2 separate regions of the Sus scrofa genome follow, and region 1 is linked to region 2. The links are chromatin contacts, called in public Hi-C maps. All regions are on one chromosome and are shown on one strand. The core of a region is the stretch at or near the end of the contact, and the rest is flanking DNA. Distances in the headings are between cores, read along the strand shown. Region 1 holds the start of NUPR1 (nuclear protein 1). Region 2 holds the start of BOLA2B (bolA-like protein 2).

The links. A called contact is a pair of places that touch in the nucleus more often than the background predicts.
Region 1: a contact with region 2 is called in a Hi-C map of skeletal muscle, with 2.8 times the contacts expected there. The contact joins the promoter of NUPR1 here to the promoter of BOLA2B in region 2. A contact is called at or near these places in 1 of 5 promoter capture datasets (liver) and 11 of 47 Hi-C or Micro-C datasets (alveolar macrophages, embryonic fibroblasts, heart right ventricle and 4 more).

Annotation. Positions count from the first base shown.
Region 1 is chr3:18,397,969-18,404,629 of Sscrofa11.1, forward strand. It overlaps NUPR1 (nuclear protein 1), which reads left to right and starts at 4,813. Exons shown (of 3, transcript XM_021088038.1): 1 at 4,813-5,230; 2 at 5,655-5,804; 3 at 6,139-6,443. The coding sequence starts at 5,083. The coding sequence ends at 5,791. LOC110260087 (a long non-coding RNA gene) reads right to left here. Exons shown (of 3, transcript XR_002342911.1): 3 at 182-3,022.
Region 2 is chr3:18,349,498-18,356,213 of Sscrofa11.1, forward strand. BOLA2B (bolA-like protein 2) reads right to left here and starts at 2,011. Exons shown (of 6, transcript XM_021088036.1): 1 at 1,828-2,011; 2 at 1,089-1,158. The coding sequence starts at 1,907. SULT1A3 (sulfotransferase family 1A member 3) reads left to right here and starts at 1,708. Exons shown (of 9, transcript NM_213765.1): 1 at 1,708-1,784; 2 at 2,503-2,672; 3 at 2,758-2,883; 4 at 2,970-3,067; 5 at 3,827-3,953; 6 at 4,061-4,141; 7 at 4,144-4,154; 8 at 4,576-4,756; 9 at 4,856-5,156. The coding sequence starts at 2,525. The coding sequence ends at 4,968. SLX1A (structure-specific endonuclease subunit SLX1) reads left to right here. Exons shown (of 6, transcript XM_021088035.1): 6 at 1-12. SGF29 (SAGA-associated factor 29) reads right to left here. Exons shown (of 11, transcript XM_021088034.1): 8 at 6,694-6,716; 9 at 6,461-6,496; 10 at 6,193-6,355; 11 at 5,301-5,508. The coding sequence ends at 5,392.

The sequences.
Region 1 (6,661 bases), core at 3,563-6,062, 51 kb after region 2:
AGACAAAAAAAAAAAAAAAAAGAAGAAGAAGCGATTCTGACTAGTATCCATGAGAATGGGGCATCGATCCCTGGCATGCTCAGTGGGTTAAGGATCCGGCGTTGCCGTGAGCTGTGGTGTAGACACAGCTCAGATCCCTCATTGCTGTGGCTGTGGTGTAGGCCTGCAGCTGTAGCTCTGATTCAAACTCTAGCCTGGGAACTTCCATATGGTGTGGCCCTAAAAACAAAAAAAAATTCTTATCAATATTGCATCCGTGTATACTCAAGGTGATTATCACATAGCCAAGAATAATTCCAAGCACAGCAGCCAAGTTTGAGGGGTTCTCTGGACTGGGGCTATAAAGTCATATAGATGTCTCTTGTTTCACATCATTGAAGCTTCTTGAGCCCACTTGATATACAGTGATGTCACCTGGGTCACCTTGATTCTCTTGGAGGGAAGCTCCTGATCCTTTGAACCTCCCTCATGCTATCCAGGCTTTCTGGACTTGAATGGTTTAACTCCTGTCTTTATTACAGTCAAGCGTCACTGCCTCCAGGAAGTCTGCCCTGATCCTCTCCCCAACCTTCTCCACCACCACCCCGACACCCCCATCCCCTGCTGGGTTAGGTGCCCTCCTGAGAGCTCCCGCACACTGTTTACTCCAGGCTGATCATGCCGGACTGTAACAGGCATGCCTGGCAATCTCCTTGAATGTCATGAAGATATAGTCACAGCAGAAAGAAAATAAACTTCCTTGTGACTGGCAGGTGGTTAATGGGCCAATCACACCTGGAGGCTACAGGATGGAAAACACACCTTTTGACTTTCCCTGTTGAGTCATCTTTTGGACCCTGCAGGTCCAGCTGATGGGTTCCCAAAAGTCCATTCTCTCTTGGCCCCTCCCTCTGCCTACCCCTGCCCCCAGGATCCGGGCTTCATTCTTCCGGCACAAGAAACAAGTACGGTCAAGGTCAAGGAGACCTCGTTTCCCGGCTCCATGGAGGACAGTCATGTGTCTTTATAGCTCTTTGTAGGACTAGGACTGGGCCTCTCAGTTCCCTCATAACAGAGCATCTGGAAGCTGAAAAAGCAGGATCGATCTCAACGCAGTGCTATGTATTCAACTAGTCATTTATTGGGGGCTAACTGTGTGCCAGGCTTCAGGCATAACAAGTGATAACAGAGACGTGATGCCTGCCCTCATCAATAATGATAACATGTGTTAAACACTTAATACATTCTGGGTACTATGCTAAGCATTTGTAAGAATTGGCCCTTTAATTCTCACCACAGGGAGTTCCTGTTGTGGTGCAGTGGAAATGAATCCATCTAGTATCCATGAGGATGCAGGTTCGATCCCTGGCCTCGCTCAGTGGGTCCGGGACCCAGCATTGCTGTGAGCTGTGCTGTAGGTTGCAGATGTGGCTTGCATCCCTCCTTGCTGTGGCTGTGGTGTAGGCCGGCAGGTGCAGTTCCAATTCAACCCAGAGCCTGGGAACTTCCATATGCTGCAGGTGTACATGTAGTTCTGTGCATCCTCGGTCCTGACCGGGTCCAAGCAGACGCTGTTTGGAAGGAAGGCAGGAAGGATGAATCCCCAACAGATGCCTCCATACACACAGCTGTGAAATCTTTGCCAGTGTTTGGTCAGCTGTATTGCTTCGAATGAGCCCTGAAACTAGATCAGGTAGACCGTGGGAGGAATCCTTGGCCACTCACCAGCCTTGTGACCTTGATTGAGTCACTCTCTGAGCCTCTGTTTTCCTTCTTTGAAGAATGGGGGAGGTGTTCCCTGGTGACGCAGCGTGTCAAGGATCTGGCAGTTATCCACTGCTGTGGTTTGGGTTTGATCCTTGGCCCAGGAACTTCCACATGCCTCCGGCTCCGCCAAAATAAGAAGAAGGAGGCGGAGGAGGAGAAGAAGGAAAAGGAAAGCAGCAGTGCGCCCTGGGTGGCTCTGGAGGAAGCCCTTTTATACCACAGGTGCTGTCGCCATTCTCCCTTTACAGATGAGCAGACTGAAGCTCAGACGTGGGCTCAAGATCTTGTAGCTGGTGGAGTTCTCGTTGTGGCGCAGCAGTAATGAACCCATCTAGTATCCATGAGTATGCAGGTTCGATCCCTGGCCTCGCTCAGTGGGTTAAGGATCCCGCATTGCTGTGGCTGTGGTGTAGGCCAGCAGCTGCAGCTCTGATTCGACCCCTAGCCTGGGACCTTCCATATGATACAGGTGAGGCCTTAAAGCGACCCCCCCCCCAAATAAAAAAAGAAAAAAGAAAAAAGATCTTGCATCTGGTAAGCAGGAATGCAGCTCACAGGGGTGAGTGAGTGAAAGACTGCCCCCTAGAGGTAGCTTGGGAATTTGTGGGTGTGTTCGCAGTCGCAGAGACTGCGCCCGTTGGAGCCGGACAGTCCCTCATTCTGCAGGATTGCCCCGACATCCCGCAGGTGTCTGACTGTCCTGCTAAATGTTCAGGAAGCTAAAAAGCAAAAACAGGAGTTCCCGTCGTGGCTCAGTGGTTAACGAATCCGACTAGGAACCATGAGGTTGCGGGTTCGATCCCTGGCCTTGCTCAGTGGGTGAAGGATCCGGCGTTGCCGTGAGCTGTGGTGTAGGTCACAGATGCAGCTCAGATCCCATGCTGCTGTGGTTGTGGTGTAGGCTGGCGGCTACAGCTCCGATTGGACCCCTAGCCTGGGAACCTCCATATGCTGAGGGTGCAGCCCTAGAAAAGGCAAAAAGACAAAAAAACAAAAACAAAAACAAACCCCCCAAAAAACTTATTTACCATGTCATGATTGGATTCTTTTGCTCCTATACTTAGGGATAACGCCCATCACTTTGCAAGAACCCGGTATTTTCTCATTTCCTCCACCTTCATTTGCCTTGGTGTCATCATTTTTTTAAGTTACCGTTTTCTCCTCTTTCTCCTATCCGCTGGTCTGTCATCATTGTCCCCACTCTGTCTTTATTCAAGTGTCTTCTTGTCTTCACTTTCATTTCCTGGGTGTTAAAGGACTCACAGATCACCCACATCTGGAAAACAAAAGCTAAATTTAATGCTGGCTCAGGCCCGGGAGCAAAGCAAGCAGAAGTGCCCCTGCTGATACAACAGAGGACAAGACCGGGTTATTAAAGGGTTTGCGGGAAGAATGGGTTTAGGTAACTAATGCTGACATGGAGCGGTGTCTCCTTGGGCTCTCAAGAGGGAGAGGGGAGAGGGGGGCAAGGGAGGAGCAGAGGATTAACACCTGCCCTGGGCTGAGAAGAAAGTCCTCTCGCGCTGGAAACCACAGAGTTTAAAAAAAAGAAAAGAAAAAAGTAAAAAGCTGCCTCCTTTTCTGTTCCTGATGGCTATGCCGGAGAGCTGGGAGCTGGTGCTCTAGCCTCAGCTAAAGCAGGAGTGGACAAGCCAGGGTGTGGACTCTCTAGGTCAATGTGACCCACGCCGTCAGAGCCTTCAGCCAAGAGTGGAAAATTCCACTTTCAGGTGTTACTGATCTAAACCCCTTCCTTTCATTCACAGTAAATGAGCACGAACATCTGTTTACTTCATAATGCCTTCTACCTCAGTAGAGTCATGATTTGAAATATGGATGATTTTATGTTATTTTTTAATTGACTTTTTTTTTTTTTTGCGTTTTAGGGCTGTACCCACAGCACATGGAGGTTCCCAGGTTGGGGGTCCAATAGGAGCTACATCTGCCAGCCTACCCCACAGCCACAGCCATGCGGGATCCGAGCCATGTCTGCGACCTACACCACAGCTCACAGCAATGCCAGATCCTCAACCCACTGAGCGAGGCCAGGGATGGAACCCACATCCTCACAGATGCTAGTCGGGTTCGATAACCCATGAGCCACAACGGGAACTCCAGGAGAGCATTATATTGAGCTGTTTGGAAACTGTGTGATCAACAGATGCCACGCAGCTAACCCTGTAGCAGGCAGTGTTCCAAGTGCCTTGCTGTGGATTATCTTGAACGTCACCCCAACTCTATAACCTGGATACAACTATCATCCTCCTTTTACAGAGGAGGAAACTGAGGCCCAGAGACGTAAAGTGACTTGTCCAGGGTCGCACAGGAAGTAGTGGATCAAGGATTTGAATCCAGGTCATTTGGCTCCAGAATCTGCATTCTTAACCACTCTGCTAGCCCCCATCTCAGGAGGGGGAGATCATCTACTGACCCCCAGTTCAGGATGTTAAGGGGGCTTTCCAAGGTGTTTCTTATTTAAAAGTAAAAGGGGAGTTCCCATTGTGGTTCAGTGGTAACAAGCCCAACTAGTATCCATGAGGACCTGGGTTCGATCCCTGGCCTCGCTCAGTGGGTTAAGGATCTGGCGTTGCCGTAAGCTGTGGTGTAGGTCACAGAGGCGGCTCAGATCTGGTGTTGCTGTGGCAGAGGCATAGGCTGCCAGCTGCAGCTCTGATTCGACCTCTAGTCTGGGAACTTCCATATGCCACGGGTGCAGCCCTAAAAAAAAAATTATAAAAGAAACTACATAAATACAAGAAAAAGTGGGCGTTGGTTGAGATCAGGGTCAGAACGCATGACAGAGCACAGCGTGTGTTGTGTCCTCTCCCAGGTCATTCTTCACTCCATGTTCTGCCGCCAGTCCTGAATCTGAGCCAGAAGCGGATGGGGGTGGAGGTCAGCTGTGTGGCCGTGACCCCCCAGCCCAGGAAGGGCATGTGGCAGAGGGCAGGCGATGGCCAGGGAGGAGTCAACCAGGTGAGGCGCTGAGTTCCCTGCTGGTTTAGATCCCAAGGGCTGTTTATGCCAGACTCCGCCTCCTCCCTCCTCCCCAGCCCCCAGCCCTGAGGCTCTTCTCTGTGGAAAAATACCCAGCTGGGCGAGCCCCGGTGAGAGGGAGGAGGCAGGGGGGCTGGGGCTCACGGGGGAGGGGATGACTCCTTTCCCCTCTCGTGACTGGTGTTTACTTGGCTGGGTTCTGGGAAAAGGCCAGATTGCATCAGACAGAGCCTGAGGGGCTGGAGCCAGACTAGGGGCTGAGGAGGAGACGTGGCCTTATAAATCGGGGCCGTGAACTAGGAGGTGTCAGGAAAGCAGATGCAAACACAGCCTTAGAAGATGGGCGAGGAAGAGAGAGACAGAGACAGAGACATTATGACCACCTTCCCGCGAGCAGCCAGCCCCCCCAGGCAGCTCCTATGCCCAGAAGATGAAGACCCCAACCTGGATGAGTACGACCTCTATAGCCTGGCTCATTCTTACCTGGGTAAGTCCCGGCCCTGCCACCTTCCCAGTCCTTCTATTTCCAACACAGTCCGACACCCCATCTCCCCACACTAGAATCCTTCCTTGGGCTCCTGCCCACCCATCACCCTTCTCCGGCCTGTTCCCTTGATCTTTCAAGTTGCCCCCTTCTAACCCCGCATCCACTGAGCATCCCCGTCCTACTTGGCCCTGGGACCTCATACTCTGCTAGAGTGTTTGGAGCAATGACAGATTGGGGGGCGGTACCCTATTTCCACAGATGGGGAAACAGGGACAAGGACATCCCTAAAGCTACGTGGTCATGACCCCCCAGCCTCCTGACTTTAACCCGAGCTCTTCCACCCCCGCCCGCTGGACCCCCAGCCCGTCCCTTGAGGCATCACGCCTCTGCCCACCTCACCGCGGACCCCTGTCTTGATTCCCAGGAGGGAGAGCCCGGAAAGGTCGCACCAAGAGAGAGGCTGCTGCCAACACCAACCGCCCCAGCCCTGGTGGCCACGAGAGGAAGCTGGTGACCAAGATCCAGAACACGGAGCGGAAAAAGCGAGCAGCACGGACCTGAAACAGAACTCGAGGTAAGGAATCAGGGGCTCCCTGAGTACCAGTAGAGGTCCCTCTGCTAGGAAAGGACAGGCCTGAACGTGCGTGGGTGGGCAGGGAGGAGGGATCAAACAATTGCTGTCCCAACATAGAATAAAATGAGACATATGTTGGACTCTGAGTTCCCTAGTGGCCAGAGCAAAGAGGGAAACAGATCCTTTCCAACTGGAGCAAAATTTGGTTTAGAGAGAGGGAAACCGAGGCCCAGAGAGTGTAAGATCTTTCTCTGGAGTCACGGGTGAGTGAGCAGGAGAGCCAGAATTAGAACCCGGGCCTTTGTGCTTTCACCATCTGCTTTCCTTCTGCCAGGTGAGGCCAGAGCACAGACACCCCACAGCAATGGAGACAGGACTGCGGAGGAATCAGTGCCTGGGGGCGGGATCCAGGCCTGCTGGCCGCCCTGCCCCTCCACCCCCAGGACTTACCCCACGTGACTGAGGCTCGAGGGGCTGCCAGGGAAGCCGCCCCAGCCTGAGAAAAAGGGCAGGTTGGGGAGCAAGAGGCAGGGGGTAGAGAAAAGCAGGGTCACCCCAAACAAAAAAAAAAGAAAGATGCTAAAGAGGCTGGAGCTTCCCAAGGGTGACAGTGACAATAAACAAAGTACAGCAGCTGCAGCCTGTGTGTGTGTGTTTTGTCCTCTTTATTTTCGTGGGGTTTTTTTTGGGTACATGTGTATCTGCATTTGCATGAACCAGAGAGAGCAATTTTGGTTAGTGTTTGTATTTGGTTATGCGTCTGGGAAGGGCTGTTTCTAATTTAAGGTGAGCTTTTTTTTTTCTTTTCTTTTTTTGTCTGCATGTTTGGGTGCATGTGTTTCTGTGGTTTCTTATGC
Region 2 (6,716 bases), core at 761-3,260:
GAGTTAAGAGTACCTTCTTGTGCTTCCTGGGGGGCAGGTGGGGTAGGAGGCAGAGGCCCTGTTAGTCACTAGGGCCTGAGGAGAATTGGGGGGGGGTGGGATTGGCCCCAGCATGGACTAGCCTCCCAGCTCTCCCCAGCCTGCCTCTGAGGCCACACAGTTCTTTGAGGGCTTGGGAGACTCACACCCTTGACACAGAACCCACCCTGCCCCAGTGCCCAGCTTGACTCTTGACTTTAATCCAAATATTGAGACAGTGGAATTCTCAGTGGCTTTAAAGATCCAGTGTTGTCACTGCTATGGCTCAGGTCCCTGCTATGGCGTGGGTTCGATCCCTGGCCTGAGAACTTCTGCATGCCGCAGGCATGGCCTAAATAAATAAATCAAAATAGCAAAGTTGAGGAGGAGTTGAGGGAGCACTCTCCTTTCTTAGGGGGGGAGTGTCCTGTGGCTCTCTAAGCCCAGTTCCTTTTCTTTTTTTTTTTTAGTCTTTTTTAGGGCCGCACCTGCAGCATATGGAGGTTCCCAGGCTAGGGGTCTAATTGGAGCCACAGCCACCAGCCTATGCCAGAGCCACAGCAATGCGGGATCCAGCTCCTTGAAACTCCTAGGGTTATTCAACTTCGGCCTTCTGGCTCTTTTTTTTTTTTTTTTTTTTAAGGGTGCACCTGCAGCATATGGAAGTTCCCAGGCTAGGGGTCGAATTGGAGCTACAGCTGCTGGCCTACACCACAGCCACAGCATCTCGGGATCCACACTGCGTCTGCGAACTACACCAAAGCTCACGGCAACACCAGATCCTTAACCCACTGAGCGTGGCCAGGGATCAAACCCGAAACCTCATGGTTCCTTGTCGGGTTCATTAACCACTGAGCCACGACAGGAACTCCCTTCTGGCTCTTTTCTATCCTATGCTGCCTCAAAAAGAGCCTCCCCTGCTGGGCTCTGCCCCCGGCCCATCACCCTGCCTATGCACATCCCTTTGGACCGGCCTGTGGTCAGAGCCAGATATTCTTGGGCTGCCTTTGGCCTGAACCCTTGGCATCTTCAAGGCTGGCCTGGAGCCAACAAGAGGCTGAGCATCTTACCTTTCCCCTCCAATCCTCTGCCCTTTCTAGACGGGGTCCGTTAGAAAAAGGTGTCTTTTGGAGTTCCTGTCTTGGCGCAGCAGAAACAAAACCGATTAGGAACCATGAGGTTGCGGGTTCCATCCCTGGCCTCACTAAGTGGGTTAAGGATCCAGCATTGCTGTGAGCTGTAGTGTAGGTCACAGATGCAGTTTGGATCCCATGTTGCTGAGACTGGGGCTGTGACGTAGGCTGGCAGCTACAGCTCTGATTGGACCCCTAGCCTGGGAACCTCCATAGGGTGGATGCGGCCCTAAAAAGCAAAAAGAAAAAAAAAAAAGCAAGCTGTCTTGACACTCCCCTTGCGGGCCTGGAGTTTAGAGGGCTGGTCAAAACACCAAAACACAAAACTACTGTGCCCGCTGTCTTGTTTTGGTCTTCTATTTTCTACATAGTAAACACACATCTTGGGTTTTCAGGCCCGGCTAAACTTGGTTCCTGCTGGGGCTGAGGAGAGTAGCAGAGGGGCCCCGCCCCCCCCAAACTCCACCCTTTCCTTCCTGGATGACAGCCACATCCCATTGTGGCTCCAGAGCCCTCCCACTTTGGACCCATAAAAGCTTCGGCTCAGAGATCAGTTGTGCAGTGACCACACCATACCCCACTCTAAGCCACAGGACACAGAGGTGTCACAAGGCCAGGATCCAGAGAGGGCAGGTGAGAGCTAGCTCGGGGGTGGGCTGGGCTGGGTCTCCCTCACCTGGCGCTGTGGGCTCCCCTCTGGCTTCCATCCTGTCTGCTCCGGCTCTTTCCCTGTGGATGGTGGATTGCCTGCTCCATCTGATGACTCCAGCCCGGCCTGAATCCCCCTCCCCTCTTCCTCCGCTGAGTCACCAGTTTGGCTCATTGACTGTGGCCCCCTAAACAAGCTGTTACTCAACTGGCTGTTTCTCTCCAAGCTGGGGTGGGAGGCTGGGCAAGCAGGGTCAAAGCCCCAGCTGGCCTTTGGGAATTTTCTACCCAAAATTCCCAGGGGCCCAGGGAGTTCAAGGAGGGGACAGCAAGGAGGCCTGGAGCCAAAGCAGGTCAGAAAAAGCTTGGTCAGAGAAAGCTGGGGGCTGAGACAGGCAGGCCCTGGAGTAGTGATTTTTTTCAAGTGCACACTGGAGCACCCCCGGAGAGCTGCCACAAAACTGGTATGTGGGCCTATCCCCACAGAATGATTTAGTTGATTTGGGATTTTAAAAGCCCTGCAGGTAAATAAAAATGCAGCCAGTCTTGAGCCACTGCCTGAGCACTGAACCTGGCTTTGAATCCCACCATACCACTCCCTAGCTCCGTGAGTGCGCGCAAGGCTTGGTTGGGCTCCCTCGGGCTCACTTTCCTCACCCTGAAGCGAGCATTCAGTAAAAGGCACTGTTGGGATGTTGTACAGGGGAGGAGAGCGAGCTCGCAGCATGGAGCCGGTCCAGGACACCTACCGCCCGCCACTGGAGTACGTGAAGGGGGTCCCTCTCATCAAGTACTTTGCAGAGGCACTGGGGCCACTGGAGAGTTTCCAAGCTTGGCCCGATGACGTGCTGATCAGCACCTATCCCAAATCTGGTAGGTGATGAGGGCACCCCCCCCTTCTCCTGGACTGCAAACCCCACCTCAGTCCTGCTCACCTCCCATTTCCCTCCCTCTCCAGGTACCACCTGGGTGAGCGAGATCCTGGACCTAATCTACCAGGGTGGTGACCTGCAGAAGTGTCAGAGAGCCCCCATCTTTGTGCGGGTGCCCTTCCTTGAGTTCAAAATCCCCAGGTGTCCCACAGGTATGTAGCTGGGGGCAAGCACAGTGGAGGGAGGCAGGACAGGGTGGGGCTCCAGCTCAGCAGACTTCTTCCTACCTGTGGCCTAGGTTTTGAGCTGCTGAAAGATACACCAGCCCCACGGCTCCTCAAGACACACTTGCCCCTGACCCTGCTACCCCAGACTCTGCTGGACCAGAAGGTCAAGGTGAATGGCAGAGGAAGGAGGCTGCTGGGGTCATCCCAGCTGTGGCCCTGCCTTCTGGAAAGATCTCCTCACTTCCTCCAGCCTGGTCTCATGTTAACTGGGGGCACCGGCCTGATGCTTTGGTTGGGGTGGGGGTGGTCAGATGACCCACGAAGTTGAGACTCCTGTGCGCAGAGTCTGGGTGCTCAGGGGCCTGTGGAGGAGGGGCTGGGAGAATCCCGCCAGCCTTGTTCCAAACCTGGGCAGAGCAGCACTGAGGGGATTAGATTAGTATAAAACACGGTTCCAGGAGTTCCCGTCGTGGCGCAGTGGTTAACGAATCCGACTAGGAACCATGAGGTTGCGGGTTTGGTCCCTGCCCTTGCTCAGTGGGTTAATGATCCGGCGTTGCCGTGAGCCATGTGGTGTAGGTTGCAGACGCGGCTCGGATCCGGCGTTGCTGTGGCTCTGGCATAGGCCGGTGGCTACAGCTCCGATTCGACCCCTAGCCTGGGAACCTCCATATGCCGCGGGAGCGGCCCAAGAAATAGGAACAACACAAAAGACAAAAAAAAAAAAAAAAAAAAAAAAAAAAAACCACGGTTCCAGACTGCAGCATCAGAGCAGGGTTCCAGTCCCAGCTCAGTGGCGCCCACACTGCAGGTCGACAGTAAGACTGCCTTAGGCCCCCTTCTCCCTTGGAGGGATGCTGTGAAGGGTGGGACGCCTGGCACGCCGCGTGGTTACAGTGCCGGGGGCGGGGGTCCTCTGCCCCTCCAGGTGGTCTACGTCGCCCGCAACGCAAAGGACGTGGCCGTCTCCTATTACCACTTCTACCGTATGGCCAAAGTGCACCCTAACCCTGGCACGTGGGACAGCTTCCTGGAAGACTTCATGGCCGGAGAAGGTGGGGCTGACTTTGGAGGAAGGGGTGGGGGCGGAGCCGGGGGGGGGGAAGGCACCAGCTGAAACAAATGCCCACCCCTGTGTCCACGTCCCCTGGCTTTTCCCCAGTGTCCTACGGGTCCTGGTACCAGCACGTGCAGGAGTGGTGGGAGCTGCGTCACACCCACCCTGTCCTCTATCTCTTCTACGAGACATGAAGGAGGTGAGCAGCCCTGCTTCTGGGTCCTGCCATGACACACGTAGGGAGGCAGAAACCTGGTGGCGACGTGCCAAGGCCCTCCCAGCGTGCCCTCCCCCAGACCAGTCCTGGATTCCCTGCGCAGGACTGAGCGCCCCCAGCCCCGCCCCCCACTTCTCTCCCAGCACTGAGTCAGCAACACGAGCAGGCCCCAGAAGCTGTTTACCGCCCTTGCTTCAGTTACGAAAGAGGACTGTGCCTCCTCTCACTTCAAAGGAACCAGCCATCTGTACTCAAGGGTCACGGGTGGAAGGCAAAAAGAGAGCCAAGGAACACAGTGTGAGGTCTCCGAGTTGAAGAAGGGGCCAGAGCCCCACAAGGCGAGAGCAGGGCGTCCCTTCTGGTGGCTCAGAGAGCAATACAAGCCTCCCCTCTGCCGTCCCAGAACCCCAAGAGGGAGATTCAGAAGATCCTGGAGTTTGTGGGGCGCTCGCTGCCAGAGGAGACGGTGGAGGACATCGTCCAGCACACGTCCTTCCAGGAGATGAAGAACAACGCCATGACCAACTACCGCACCCTCCCCTCCGACCTCCTGGACCACAGCATCTCGGCCTTCATGAGGAAAGGTGAGAGCCACGGGTCAAGGGCTGCAGCTGGAGCCGGACTTGGGGCCTCCTCTGTGGCCCAGACCCCGCTCCTACCCCCCACCCTTGCCCCCTCCCCAGGCATCACTGGAGATTGGAAAAGCACCTTCACAGTGGCCCAGAACGAGCGCTTTGAGGCCGACTATGCTGAGAAGATGGCAGGCTGTAACCTCCGCTTCCGCTCGGAGCTGTGAGTGGTGGCGTTCACGGAGGAGGGGTGTGAAGCAAGCCCGGCTGGAGCCTCAAGGATAAAATCTGGGAGTTTCCTGGCGGCTCAGCGGGGTAAAGATCATGTGTTGTCACTGCTGTGTGGCCTATAAACTTGTGCATGCTGTTGCTGTGGCCCAAAAAGGTGAATAAATCAAATCTGATGTGTGTTCAATAGAGAGCCTTCATTGGAAGCAAAGAGCAACCCTGAGCTAAAAGGGTAAATGCCTGCTGGGAGCAAATGAGGCCGACCCCCAAGAGGCCTGCAGCTCGCCCTGTATGGGGAGGGGAAGGGGGTCTGGAGAAGTAAACCCCGGGAGACACGAGGAAGAGTATTTATTTGGTCACAGAATCTTGTGTTGCATCCCCCGATTTAGGGTGTCAGGCGACTGAGAGTCTGACTGGCTGCTTCACTTTTTCTTGGGCTCCTTACAAGCCACCACGTACCGCTGGGCCACATTGAGCGGGGGGGAGTAACCATCTGCATAGGAGGTGTCTTCAAACAGGACTGAATAGTCATCCTGGGGCTGTGGGCGGGGACAGACATCGGACTCGTCAGAGACCTGCAGGCAAGGCTCCCCAAGCCTAGACCGATAGGAACCTTTGGTGTATGGGCCCCCAGCCTCTCCCATCCTTGTCACTGGAGAAGTCTGGATGCTTGAACCTGGTCCCTGCTACCACCGAGCTCTTTCCTCGCAACAAAGGGCCGCGGGCAGGGGACAAGGAGCAGGGAGAAGGGAGACTCTCGACCTAAACGGGTGAGGCCAGCTAGAGGGTCCGCTGTCTTGCGGGGAGCCTGTGTTAAAGGAACCAAGAACGATCTAGAGGAAAGCAGGCAGGGGTCCTGGAGGAAGAGGGGAGAACATCCTTTAAATTGCCATTGGGTGATGGGTGACCAGCGCGTCCCAACGTGGTCAAGAGCATTAGGGAGAGCAGGTCAGCCAAGGAAAGGGTCAAGGGTCCCAAGCCAGGCCCTGGGCCTTCCCATCTCAACACAAAAGCGAGCTTGGACCAGGAAGGGTCAGGTCCCGTTGGGGCTGCAAAGAGGAGGACTGGCTGGCGCTCCCCCCGGGAGTCCCAGGGCGGACCAAGCAGAAAAGAAAGGGCAGAGAGGCTGTGAGGGAGGATGAGGGGGAAGGCAGTGGGAAGATGACCCTGTGGCCGGTCAGGTCAGCCGGTCCCGGTTCCTGGACCCGGGGGAGACGCCTTACCCGCTGTGGGGGTGTGTGGATCAGGGCACGGTAGAAGCAGGTGGTCTGGGGATACAGGGCCAGCACCAGCTGCTCCTTCTGGAACAAGGCCTCGGGGTCCGTCTCCGGGTTGGCCTTCCACTGGGGCAGTGGGATGATCCGCCGGCGGCTCAGTGTGTGTCTCCTAGGGGACGAGGCCTTAGGTCAGCCCCCGGCCAGGTGGGGACCCCATCCCAGCAGCCTGGCTGCCCCCCAGGCTTCCAGGGCACCCCGCTGCCAGCACACTCACTCTTTGCCTTCCTCGTCAATGTCATCTACCTCATACCTGTGGGTGAACAAAAGGAAAGCAGGATGCAGGGAGCTGTGCAGCCGGGCAGGAAGCCGTCAGGAAGGGGAGGCGGCGGCTGGGAGGGGAAGGAGCCCGGGAGAAGCAGCTTTCCCCCACCCTGCAGACGGGTACCATTGGCAGCCCCGGCGGGTGTGGTGACAGGAGAGCAGCCCCAGGGCTGGGCATCCACTCACTTGTTGGTGGCATGGCTGTAACT